3 separate regions of the Gossypium hirsutum genome follow, and all the other regions are linked to region 3. The links are chromatin contacts, called in public Hi-C maps. All regions are on one chromosome and are shown on one strand. The core of a region is the stretch at or near the end of the contact, and the rest is flanking DNA. Distances in the headings are between cores, read along the strand shown. Region 1 holds the start of LOC107930097. Region 2 has its middle 5.0 kb from the start of LOC107930084. Region 3 holds the start of LOC107929455.

Region 1 (4,075 bases), core at 1,530-4,029, 970 kb before region 3:
CATGCTTAATAACTTAGCATCCAAAGAGAGATGTATTTATTGCCTCCATCATAAGGAATTAGCAACCATTCTTTCAGGGCTTACTATATTTAATTTAGCTGGTCGAATATTGATTTTGAGCCATTGCCCTAAATTATCCCAAACAGGGAACATTTCAGTTAGCATATCACTTACATGGTCACATACTCTCATTATCTTAATTTGTAGTAAAGGTACAAGTTAAACTATCCCATTATCTTTTCAAAGATCTACAAGGTTCACCATTGTACTACTTCTCTGTACAAGAGATTATGTTTCATCTGACCTTATGCGTGTTTCAAACTTGGTCAGATCTAAGATGCTAACCAATATACATTCCTTGCTGATCCATTATGGTCATGTTTAATATAGTTATACCTCAGACATAATTTATCTCCAGCATACTCTGCATTTTTCAGTCAAATCTAAATATCGGGCTTGAATGTTACTTTGGCACATTATGCTCACAACTTTTTCCCATCCATGTTCACACCTAGTGCTGGCATGTAGTCAATAATTTTCATACAAATTGATAAAACACATTTTTTTAACAGCAATACCTATCTTACTCCTAGAGCACTATTTTAGTAGAAGCAAGATATCTAATATTATAGATGAAAATTTAAAGAGATCAATTAAATACTCTACCTGAACTAGCCTGAGCTAATTGGTATGTAGTGTTTGATTAACTTTTCCTGAATATATAATATCTCCCCGACATGATTTTAGATTCACTCAGATAACAGAAACACTTGAAAACTAATAATTTGTCAAAGGTAATGCCAAAAAAGTTAATCAAATGGAAAATACAGCTTAGTTAACGGTTTAGCATCTAATGGATAGCAGAGGAAAGTAAATACTTACTGCACAGCCTCATCATTCTTAAGTTTAGGTGACTTGTACACTTTCACAGGAAGTGATTCCACAACTTCGTTAGGTGCAGGAACAGAACCAATTGGAGACACGGACGGTCGCGAAGATAAAACCATAGACTGCTGGTGAATTTCATCCAGGACCTAGTTCAAACATGTAAAATGTTACTCCAAGAGAAAGGACAATCACCCAGAGAAGGAAATAATAACAACAAATAAAAATCACCTCAAATAAAGCCTCAGCTAACATAACGATTCTGGATACACTAGACCTAGCACCAGTGGTGTCATCATTTGAACTAGAATCTCGATTATTTACACGACATGTGCATCGACCACTTCTATGTTGGCCAGATAAAATGCAGGATCTTTCATGCCCTGAAAAGTTCTCAAAACGGCTTCCTAGCCGTTGAAGAGCTCGAACCTGGAGCAACTCATAGGTCAGTAACTAAACAGACAATAACCTGCATTCGCTCAGATGGATAACTTTCAAAGAACCTATAGCAGAAAGTAATACATGCAGGCCAAACCTAAAGAAGAAGCAGGCATAAATATAGAAATAAAGCATTAGAACAGTCCTAAACCTAAATATTTGTTCTGATTCTAATTGTTAATGAAAAAAGTAGAGTTACTATCAACGTTGTTCAGTAACCACCAGTCATTAAATTAAATTAATAAGCGTGGAGAATAAGGCGATGGGTGCAACAAGATTATAAACCTGAGATCGTATTCTTCTCCGCCTTTCAAGGAAATTGGATCTATGGTGAAGCAAATCATGATACCGGGCTTCTCTGGATCGAGAAGTTTCAATTTCATCGTGGGAAATAACGGAGGAATCATGAGTGGAAGCAGTGGTGGATGGAGAGGTAGCTAATTGCTGCTGAGTAATTTGTATGTCCTGCTGCAAAGGGCAGAATGTGGGAGCTCTACCAAGAACACGATCACGAAGCCTTCCAACACTTAAGGCTCTGCTAAAACGAGCGTTGCTTTCGAGAGTCTCTCCACTTCCATCTGAATCATTGAAGATAATCGGAGAACAAGAATTGCGGGGAGGTTGTTGAGGTTCAAGTGTCTCAGAATCGTCATCAGGGTTCAACATCTCCGCGGAGGACCGCATACTATTAGCTCTGCTGAACCGGAAGCTCAAATTACCAGGAAGGAAGCTAATGCCGGAGAGGCAGCGAGAAGGAGAGCGACGAGCAGCTGTCACAGCTGCACCAGAGGTGCTACCACCGGAAGATATGCATGGGGTTGGCAATGGCAATTGCATTTCATCATTAGATGCCGCTTCGCCTTCAACCTTTCTGTTACTTTCTCTTTTCACCAGATCCGATTCCGACGCAGGTTGTTTCCGGTGATCAAAGTGGGGTTTAGGAGAAGCAGATCTAGATAACGCTCCCAGACAAGAGGACCGGAAAACTCTATTCTTACCCTTGGATCTTCCCCTCCGCCAACCGCTGTTAGACGAGGAAGCAGCAGGTGCAGTGTCTCTTCCGCCTACTCCTACTCTACAACAACCCTTGCTCCCACCAGATCCCATCTGAGTGGTTTCACTTAAGTTTCACCCTGAACCCAACAAGAAAAAAAGGGAAAACCAGCGCCGATGACGTAATTGGCATTTGGAAGTTGTGCTTGGAAGGCACTCCAACCTTATTATTTAGGGGGCGGAGTGATTAAAAGTGATGTATTACTAACTCATGTCTTCAGATCTCAACGATGGTTACGTCTTGAAAACAGTGTTTCTTTGAGGTGAAAATGCCTTTTTTGATTAATGCCGCCTCCTCTGCCTCTTCTTGGGGCTTATTTTCGTTTTTATTCCCTTTTTCTTTTTATTATTAATTTTAAATCCCATCTCTGCTCTGCTTTGCACAGGCGCATGTGGATTGCGGATCCACAAGCAACAGCCTCAGACCACGGATGACTTTAGTGTACCAACAATACAACTGCTCCACACCAGGTCCGGTTCACTTACTCTTTCTAGGACCAATACTGGTGAAATTCCAATCATTACCATATTAAAAATATAAAACGGGCCCAATCCATCCAATATTGAATTAATTGGGCCTAAACAGACCCAATAAGTTGATATAAACAGTAGACACATTTGGAATCCATATGTAAGTTACCGGTGATACTATCAAGTATATGATTCTTTTATGGATATTATTAATTAATTAAGCTTAATAATGATATACAAAAGCAGTGTTGAAAATCAAACTTCCATCATCTTGTTTATTTTTTTTTATTATCAAGGAGACACTCCTATACTACTACATGCCTCTTTCCCAATACACCAAACTCGACGGCTCCTACTTGTACTTGGTGTTGCATTTATACTTGCATCACTGTACAACTCCACGTCCGTATCGGATTCGCAGTACTTCCCCTCTACTTTGTTCATAACATCACTGAGTGAGTGAGAGTGCCTTGGATTTCCCACATTTATTCCAGGAAAGCACCATGTTGCCACCCCTGAATTTGGGTTACACAAACTATCTTCTTGTAGAATTTCTCCCATCCTGCACATTATGCTGAAAGCCAAGTTCTTTAGGACTCGTGAATATGCTTCCAGAATGGAATGTCCAACATCCTGTGCACCAATTCAAAGTGTAATTCATCGCCATTATTAATATACTACAATATAATATTGATTCAATAGTGAAAGATACAATGCAGAATAAAATAAGCTTCACTTTAAACACCAACTACTTACCTTGCCATATTGAATTTTTGAAGCATCAAGAAATGTTTGAGGAAGGTTTGGGTATGCACTCTTTATCTGACGTAAAAGTGCTTCAGCACGGTCCACTAGGAGCTCCATCTTATCCATTTCAGATATAGGATTAATAAAAGACCATGATTTTCGCACTGGCGATTTACCACTAGCTTGTTCTGTAAGTCTCCCTTTCCATGCAAATACAGCAGCTTCCAACCTATTAATGACCTCGAGAGCATTGTTTTCAGACTTTAAATTTAGCGAAATGAACATTTCATCAACCGAGCTGGACTCCAGAGTCAAAACCTTGTACAGGTCGTCACCAAGGCTTGCCTTCCCAGACTGTAAACATAAGGAAAGAGATTGAGTTGCCATAAATGCAATACAAACATCTTGTAAAACTTTAACCCGGAATTTACTCTCATCATTCAAATTTATCAGATACTATAAGATTTTAAAGTAGATTAAC
Region 2 (4,164 bases), core at 494-2,993, 880 kb before region 3:
AAAAAGAAAATCAAAGACAGATCAACCAAGAAAAAAGGGATTTGGGGTTATTAATGCTCTTGCCAAAGATGTTCTCACATAGTGGAGACTATACAAAGAGTGCAAACAAGAAAATTGTTGCCATGAGGAATCACACAATCAGCACTTCAACTAGAAAAGACAAAGCTAATCCTCAATGAATTATTTCTACCATAATGCAACTTCGGAAGTCAATAAAATTATAACGGTATTATGAACACAGGACAAAACAGCACCAAAAATAGAAGGATAGCCACACATGCAGTCCAGTGCTGCAATCAATCAAATCTCAGATGCTGATTAAAAAGTGAGCATGCAAATTAAACAAAATTCAGGATGTCTCAATATCTTACAAAGGAACCTCTGAGCCTTTAAATGAATTATAAACAACAAACCAGATGCAGCAAATTAGGATCCAGAAATAAATAAATATAGACAGATGTTTGAAAACGAGGAAGGAGTCGATGATAGACATCAGTTTAGACCCTACACGGACTAAATATGTTAACAAGAAACACAATAAAGAAACTTAATTATCTCTTTTGGGCTAGAAAGTTGAAACTAATTTATCAAATACTGAATGAATATCTAGATTTACACTGACAACTGAGATTTATCCCCCCAAAAGGCTCCTAAGGATACCGTAAGTTGAAACAAAAAAGAAGATAGAACTTAGAATCTATCTTTACGCTGACAGAACGTCCAATAATCAAATAAACAAAATATTAGAACTTGTTAAAACAAGGACTAAACTTCTTTATTCTACTCATACAGTGGAATAACACGATTTATAAAGTTATGGGATTTAATTGTATCTCTTGTACGAAGCATTTGAGAAGTACGAAAACTACCCAACACATAAGATTAAGATATCACAAAAAATGTTTGCACAACTAACATTACGGTGTTACTATCCAATCAAAATCAATCATTACAAACATTAGATTGAATAGTTATCTTAAATCAAACCAACTACTAAAATAAATCTGCAGTGAACTCATAGGAGGTTACTCTTAATTAACAAGAAATAGGAATTGACTAATTCCAATGTATATTATCATAGTAATTCCTAGATTTAAACAAAACATTTACAATGAAGTAATGCATTTATTTTACTACAACAACGCCATAATTTTTTTAAACTAAGTGAAGTTTGAGCAATTAACAATTTTGTAAATCCCTTTTCTTCTTGACGTTTGAATCGTCGAAAGAAAGATAACCAAAAAAAAACAATTTATATATTTAAAACAAAAAAAAATCCCAAATCTAATGATTCAGAAGCAAATCTGTAGTTTCCATAATAATAAAACAAATCAATAGTCATAATAATTTTTTTTTTAAAAAAGCTACCAAAAACAAGCAAGAAGGAAAATAAAATCCCAACCTGAGATCTGAATCATAAGCCTAAAAGTGAACAAAAAGGAAAGATCCACGCAACCTTCACCGCGGTCTCCGATTCAGTTGATGCAAGGCGGGATCCGATTCGCGCTTCCTCCAATCACGCCCAGCCATCTGGCTTAAATCAAAATCAAAATCAATCCAATATTAAGGGACAGCTAATTAGTTCCCGACCTGCACCAAGCGAATTAGAGACCGCCGGTAACTGAATCAATCTCCAGCCCCTTTTCCCTTCACCGAAATGGTTGGTTTTGGGAAAAGGGCTCCTCCTTACCATCTATAACTATTACTATTTCTATAACCCTATCGCTGAGCTTGATCTTCCCTTATTTGCCCGTTATTTATAATCACAACAGACCAGTTCCTTCTCTCCACGTGTCCAACACAGTCACTCCTGTTTTGTGAGCAAACAAGAGAAAAAAGTCCACCGTCTCCACTGCAAACTTGAAAAGCACAAAGCATGTGATTTTTTTTAAAGTTCCTTATTTCAAATGTTTTCGAATTTAAATAACACTACTAAACATGGAATTTACTTACATTTATTATTTAAAGCTTAAGATTTTAAAAGTAAATTGGTAGTTGAATCTGATTAACTGATATTACTAAGCACCGCTGGTGTTGAGGATTAATTAAATTATCCAACTTTTTTCACTTTTTTTAAATTTTAAGTAACAGAATATTTATTTGTTTGAGGAAATGGACTGAAAAAGAAAAACTTAAATAGTATTTGGTAAAATAGTTAATTTTTAATGAAAAGAACAGTGACGAAGTGACTGTTAAAAGAGGCGTAGATTGGATTGGAGTGAGATAAAAGAGATGCCATTGATACAGTAAGAGCACGTGCGAGTAGTTTACAGATGCAACGTGGAGTATTTGTGTGGTAAAGATAAAGGAAATTTGAAAAATAAAATGACCTCGGTTTTTTGCGATCCGTGTCTTTGCTGTTCAATTTATTCTTCTTCTTTCCAATAACATAATGACACGTGTTACTTACTTTTTTTCTAATTAATATATTTGCTTAATTTCATACAGTCTTTTTACTTTATAAAAAAAATTGGTTTATAAATTTTAGTTAAATCATTAATTTTGGTTTGTTGATGTTGTTAAAACTAATGAGATAACAATAAACAAGTAATAAAAGTATAACATATATCTACATCAAGAAATAAAAATTACATAGGCTCTTCCTATTAATGCCTGCTCATAATAAAATAAAGATTTCAAAACATTACCAAAAGAAAAATCTTACACAAAATTCTTTGAAATCAATTTATAATAATGCAAAATTTCAATTTTCAATCATTTTTAACAAAATTTCAATTTTTCCAAAAGTTTTTTTTAAACGATAAAAAATCTTTTGTAAATAAAAAAATTTATTATAAATTCAAAAATATTGAAAATATTGTTTTTGTGTATGCATTTACAAATTTTACTAAAATTATTTTTTTGCCTTATATAGAGCGATGGTTAAAAAATTTTCTAAATATTCGTTTGACACATGTTCAAACCATGTCACCTTAACCCCATCTCCAATATTGTATTAAATTCTTTTAATTTTTTTAAATTGTAAAACAAAATTCTGGATAGACCTGTACTTTTCTGAAAAATCAAACTTTTTCAACTAATATTCTCCATCATATTTTGAAAAGGAATTTTAATGAAAAAAATAATTGGCTGTCAATTTTCCAATAAACTACAAATTTTAGAAAATTTAAATACTTAATTTAATCAAAAGAATATTTGAAAAATGTCGAATTTTAGGAAAAAAACTGTAAAATTATTTAAATAAATAGTATTTTTAATATATATGAATTTATATAAAATATTTTAAAAAAATGATATTTAATAATAAAATAAAAGAAATTAAGATTATAGTGTATTCAAATAATAGGATAATGTTAGTACTTGAAGAAAAAACTCATGGATTATATTAACATTGTATCAAATGTAAGATTTAGGTAATAAAAATGAGAATACAAAGTTTTAGAGTACAATGGAATAGCTCCATGAATTTTGAGATTAATATCTCTTAGTTAATATTGAAGTAATTAAATGAATAAATTGTATAATAAAAATAATATAGTAAAATGTGTTTTTAGATAATTTTATATTTTATAAATTAAACAGTAAAATTTTACATTTTAACCAAATAAATAAAATAAAATAACATTCCGAGAATGTGACAAGTAATTTATATTCCAATAATTTTATTACCAAAGAAAATCTTATACTTTGCCTTTTATGTATCTATATACAAAGAGAAAAATAATGGGAGTTTGCATACGAAGTTGATAATTGTATGTATAACCTAATTTGGTAATAAACTTGAATCTGATCAGTTTGATTTGATTCAATTTAACAAGGAAGGAATTTTTTTATTTATTTTGAAAATCAAGTTTTTAAGTTAGATAGATGATTTTTTTTAATTAAAAATTTCAGGATTACGTTTAAGTTGGTTTCAATTTCACTCACCCAAAAATTTATATCTCATATATAAAATTTAATAAATAATACATTTTTATAATAAAATATATTGTATTGTATTTATATTATTTATATATTATCTAAAAATTACTATGGTCAATATATTGACTGTTAAGAAAAAAATAAATTAATAGTGGAAAGTTTAATTTACAATATATCAAATTTTTAATATTTTTACAAATCCTTCAATATATTAGTATTATATTTAAATTATCAAAATAATTAATATATTGTAATTATGTTAATTACTAGTTACTTTACATT
Region 3 (4,633 bases), core at 1,193-3,692:
TTTATTCTCTGCCTCTTATGCTTATCAAACTCTGCACCATCATCAGAACTTGACCCAGAATAATTCCGCCATTTCTTCTTCTTGGTTTTCTTCTTCTTTGACTTCTTCTCATCATCATCAGAACTTGAGGATAAGCCATCTTGATTAGGAACATCGGCATCCCAAGTACTTGGAGATGAATTCCTCTTGTGTTTACTTTTTTTTGAGGACTTCCTTTTCTTGGGTTTGCACGAGATGTTAGTCAACAAATCAGGGATATTACCCCCACTAAGGAATCCTGGTTTTTTTTTTTAAAAGGATAACGGTTAGTATGTAGCTGCTTATATCTTATGAGCTGGAATTGTCAGTAAATGATCCTTCAATAGATAAAAGTATTCACCTCCATACTCATCAAATATATCCTCAGCAACTATTTGTTGATTGGGATCATCTGGTTGAAATCCACCGCGAGGAGGACTCATACCTGGTTTTTGCTTTAGCTCCCACTTCAGAGGCTGCAAAAAATGGGATACATATCATGGCGATAACCAAATGAATAACAAAGAAACGGATGAGAAGACAAATATTGTTGCTTTCTTAGTGCAAAAAAACTTCTTTCAAAAATTTCTAACATTGTCAAAGAAGTATTTTAGTTCTTGATCCTGTTTAAGTTACAGCTCTTCCCTATAAAACAGACATTTCAAAATCTTATGGCCTCCTCCTTATGGCTTTAGCCTTGACTTAAAACACAACAATTATTCTATACTGATAAAAATAGTGACAGGATGACAGACAGAGCTCCCATATTTTCAAAAGATGTATTATTTGGAGCAATAAAGCTTTAATACCTTTCAATAATTTCAACAGAACCAAAAAAGAAGTAATACCAACCTCAGTAGGATCCATTTGGGCCATGATAGCAGTCAATGGATCATCTCTTTTTAAGCGACTCTCTTCATTCGGCATTATAGCATCCTTCAATGGACAATCACGATCACCACTCTGGTGACCATAATTTCCGCATCTAAGACATTTTACATTACGGACTTCAACAGCAAATGGTTTAACCCTACCAGGAACACCAGTCTCCAGCCTGAAAGTTCCATCATCGTGTCAAATAGAAGTTATAAAATGTATTTTCATGTTATAATAATGTAATCATGAGATGAATATATTTTGCCCTTGTTATAAGATGGTTAGTTTTAACATTCCTTAAAAAGATGTAGCTTGAGCTTCCTCATGTGAGTAAGCCAGTTTCATTGCTCAGTACAACAATAAAATTCATTTGCACAGCGTGACCATGGAAAAAAACAATCAAATAGCTTATTTCAGCAATAGAAATCAAATCAAATCAAATCAAATCGAACTGTCTGCTTTTTTCCATAATAGATCATATCTTCTTTGGTTTACTAGCCAAGATTGTGCGGTAGTGCATGCAGGTATATTCAATTTACCATTGGTTAATATGCAGAAGCTACTATTGATACATACCGTGGAGCGTTTTTAAGAACTTCAAACTCTTCCTCTGTTGGTAAAGAACGTCCAAAAACATCTTTAGGTCTTGATTTCCGTTTCTCTTGAGTAGTAGCACCTCCACCGGGCAAAGATTCCGGCTGCCTGCAAGATGAAGCTAATAAATTGAGAAAGCCATTTCACAAATATGAAAATTAGCTTAAAATAAAACAAGGAAAACACATGAAAAGTTTTATATTCAAATCAAAATTACATTGCTGTGGAAGGCACATCGGTAGAATGATCATCGGATACGTTGTTATGATCAGTTTTTTTCCTCTCATCAGCAATCTCGGCCGCTTTGGCACTTTCAGCATTATAACCAGGCGGACGAACATACATAAAGCTAACAGCTTTCATCATCTCCACCTAGGAATTCAATAAGGGTTTTCGGGTAATTTAGTCCCCAAAAGAATGAAGATAGAAATCAAGGGAAACCACTTAGATAGGATCATATTCAAAACCTTTTCCTTCTCTTTTTTGGAAATTAGAGCCGTCTGGCGAAAGAATTCTTGCTCTTGGGCATACTGCATCAAAGCATAAGATAGAATGCTTAGTGCTAGGGCAAGTGAGAGAGAGAGAGAGTAGTAGAATAATAAATAAAAAGAAAGACCAACCTCGCGAGCGACTTCATCGGCACGGCGCACGCGCTGGGCATGGGTCTGCTCAGCGATCCATTTGCGGCGTTGGTTAGGGTAGGAGAGGGGATGCCATGGTTTCTGGTTGAGATAGGAATGGCTCCAAGCGGTGCCGGCTTTTGTCTTGTAGTCAACTTCGGCGGAAGAGCCAGGCTTGTTGTCATCGGGGAACTTCTTTCTCAGCCTTATTCCTCCCCCCTCCTCTCCGATTCCATCCATCCTATCACTCGCGATTTTCTTCTTTCAATAAAATTTTCTTTGTATTACCAAAATAGGAGTATCAGATTTCGTCGTCCTCTTCTACTCCCATTCCCAAATTTTCTAATATCTAGTGCCAGATTCGGGACTTGGGATTGCCGGATCGGGCTGGCCCACCCAGTCTTTATGGGCCTATCGATTTTATGATTGTCCACTCTTCCCTTCTAATTATCAAATCAAGCCTGCTGTAGTTTTTCAAGCGTTCAATATTTATAGGTTAATGGGCCTTCAATTTTTTTCAAAAAATTTTAATTAAGGTCTTTCAATCAGCAACGATAATGTGGTCATTAATAGGCACCCACGTCATCACCATTTACCGACGTGGTAGTGACACATCATCACTAGTCGCTAACATGTCGGTTCCATCTCATCACTAAAGGCACATCATCACTAAAGGTTGATGTTGATGTGATAGTGAAAAAAATTCTTAAAATTATTTTTTAAGATTAATTTACAATGAATTTGGACAAACAATTCTTTAGATTTATTTTGGAATTATAAAAAATAAAAAATTATAAAAAATGGAAATTTATAATATTTATTATAAATTAATTAAAAACCATAAATTTTATAAAATTTATAAAAAAAATTTATTAAAAATCATAAAAATTAATAATGTATATTTTATAAAAAAATGGTTAGAAATTAACTATAAACCATAAAAACTATTAAAATAAATTAAATATTTTATAAAATTTTATAAAAAAATATTTTTCTCATTTGTATTAAAGTATAGCTATTGATCATTAATTAAAAAAAAACCATTGATGATTAACAAGGCCTAACATTTTTGAAGAACTTTTAATAGTTTACAAGAGAAAAAAAATATATCAATGTTTGATATACTTGGAAATAAGTTATACTAGTGAAATAATTTAATATAAATGAGCAAATAATTTTTGTAAAACTTTATGAAAATAAATTATTTTTCTAAAATTTTATGTTTTAATTAATTTCTAACAATTTTATAAATATTTTTTTCTAATTTTTTGTGATTTTTAATAACTTATTTTTAAAAAATTATTTTTAATTAATTTCTAATAATTATTATAAATTTTAATATTTTTTTGTAATTTTATCATTTTTTATGTTTTTTATAATTCTAAAAAGAATCTAGACAGATAAGATGTCTATTTTCAAATGAACTTGAACAACCGTATGTCTAGATTCATCATGTATTATTTAAAATAATTTTAAAATGTTCTAATTTTTTTTTTTGCTAATGTGGCACTATCACATCAACGATCAGTGGTGATGTGGTATTGTCATGTCAGCAAACGGTGCTGATGTGACGTCTGCTGACGATCACGTCAAAAGACTTATTTAGCAAATTTTGTTAGTTCAGAGGTTCAATTGAATGCAAAAAAATCATAGGGGCTTAATTAATTTTTTTTGAAAAAGTGCAAGAGTCAAAAATGTCATTATGCGTATTGTTACCATTAATAGTTTTTTTAATTCTTTTTATAATTTAATATATACCTCAAATTTTAATTAATTCATAAAATTTGAAATTTCTACTAATTTTTATGAGTTTTGTATGTTGCAATACATTTAAGGTGGAATAAGTCAAGTTTTGTCTCGATTCAACATTATTGATTTAAGGGATTTGGTACAATTGATCTGGCCTAATCCTTAAGATATGTTCCTTCAAATGGATTAATCTTCATTGATGATGTGAATGATTCCACAATATCAGCATAGTCCAAAGATTTTATTTTAATAAATTGCCAACATCAAATATAGCAAGTAACACTTTGTCACTGTGGTGATAGAAGTAGACACTTCCAGTGGCACATAATCAGCCACTTCAAAACTTGCTTCAACAATTAATGAAAACGTAAAAATATCAAAACCCAAATAGAACACATTAAATTAAGGAGGGTAATAGAGCGGAATAAGAGAAAATATTGTCAAATCTATCACTGTTATATTATTTACATGATTTTTCGTGCCCTAGCCCTACTTTGCTATGGTGAATGTTTTAAGCCGTGTATGAAATTATATGAAAACGATAGATTTGATCTTTGGATAATGCATGCATTTGAAAATAATTTTATGTAGTGAGTTTGCATGTATATTAATGGTATTGTGGTAAGATATATGTTAAGCTATTGAATGACATAATTTGAATATGATTTTGGTTGAATTTGGAATGTTAAATATAAATGTTAAACTATGTTTGTATAGTTGATGAATACTTAAGTTGTTATGATTATCAAAGTGTCCTTTTCATGTGGAATAGCTTA

What was found. Hi-C and Micro-C count contacts between places; a contact is called where the count stands out from the background.
Region 1: a contact with region 3 is called in a Hi-C map of leaf, with 2.4 times the contacts expected there. The contact joins the promoter of LOC107930097 here to the promoter of LOC107929455 in region 3. A contact is called at or near these places in 3 of 34 Hi-C or Micro-C datasets (all in leaf).
Region 2: a contact with region 3 is called in a Hi-C map of leaf, with 1.8 times the contacts expected there. The contact joins the enhancer-like site here to the promoter of LOC107929455 in region 3. A contact is called at or near these places in 2 of 34 Hi-C or Micro-C datasets (callus and leaf).

What each region holds. Positions count from the first base shown.
Region 1 is chrA08:109,363,558-109,367,632 of Gossypium_hirsutum_v2.1, forward strand. It overlaps LOC107930097, which reads right to left and starts at 2,780. Exons shown (of 5, transcript XM_016861659.2): 1 at 1,609-2,780; 2 at 1,117-1,314; 3 at 883-1,034. The coding sequence starts at 2,430. LOC107930096 (rop guanine nucleotide exchange factor 14) reads right to left here. Exons shown (of 8, transcript XM_041074382.1): 7 at 3,604-3,948; 8 at 3,023-3,480. The coding sequence ends at 3,139.
Region 2 is chrA08:109,447,963-109,452,126 of Gossypium_hirsutum_v2.1, forward strand. No RefSeq gene overlaps it. Among protein-coding and RNA genes, the nearest start is that of LOC107930084, 5.0 kb to the left of the region's middle. Within about 2 kb of position 1,744, at least 9 of the 9 cell types and tissues checked have an H3K27ac peak or open chromatin away from gene starts, as enhancers often do. A contact at or near this core is called in leaf, where this site is marked.
Region 3 is chrA08:110,330,788-110,335,420 of Gossypium_hirsutum_v2.1, forward strand. LOC107929455 reads right to left here and starts at 2,443. Exons shown (of 7, transcript XM_016860882.2): 1 at 2,109-2,443; 2 at 1,956-2,018; 3 at 1,706-1,860; 4 at 1,471-1,596; 5 at 871-1,072; 6 at 380-494; 7 at 1-277. The coding sequence starts at 2,348.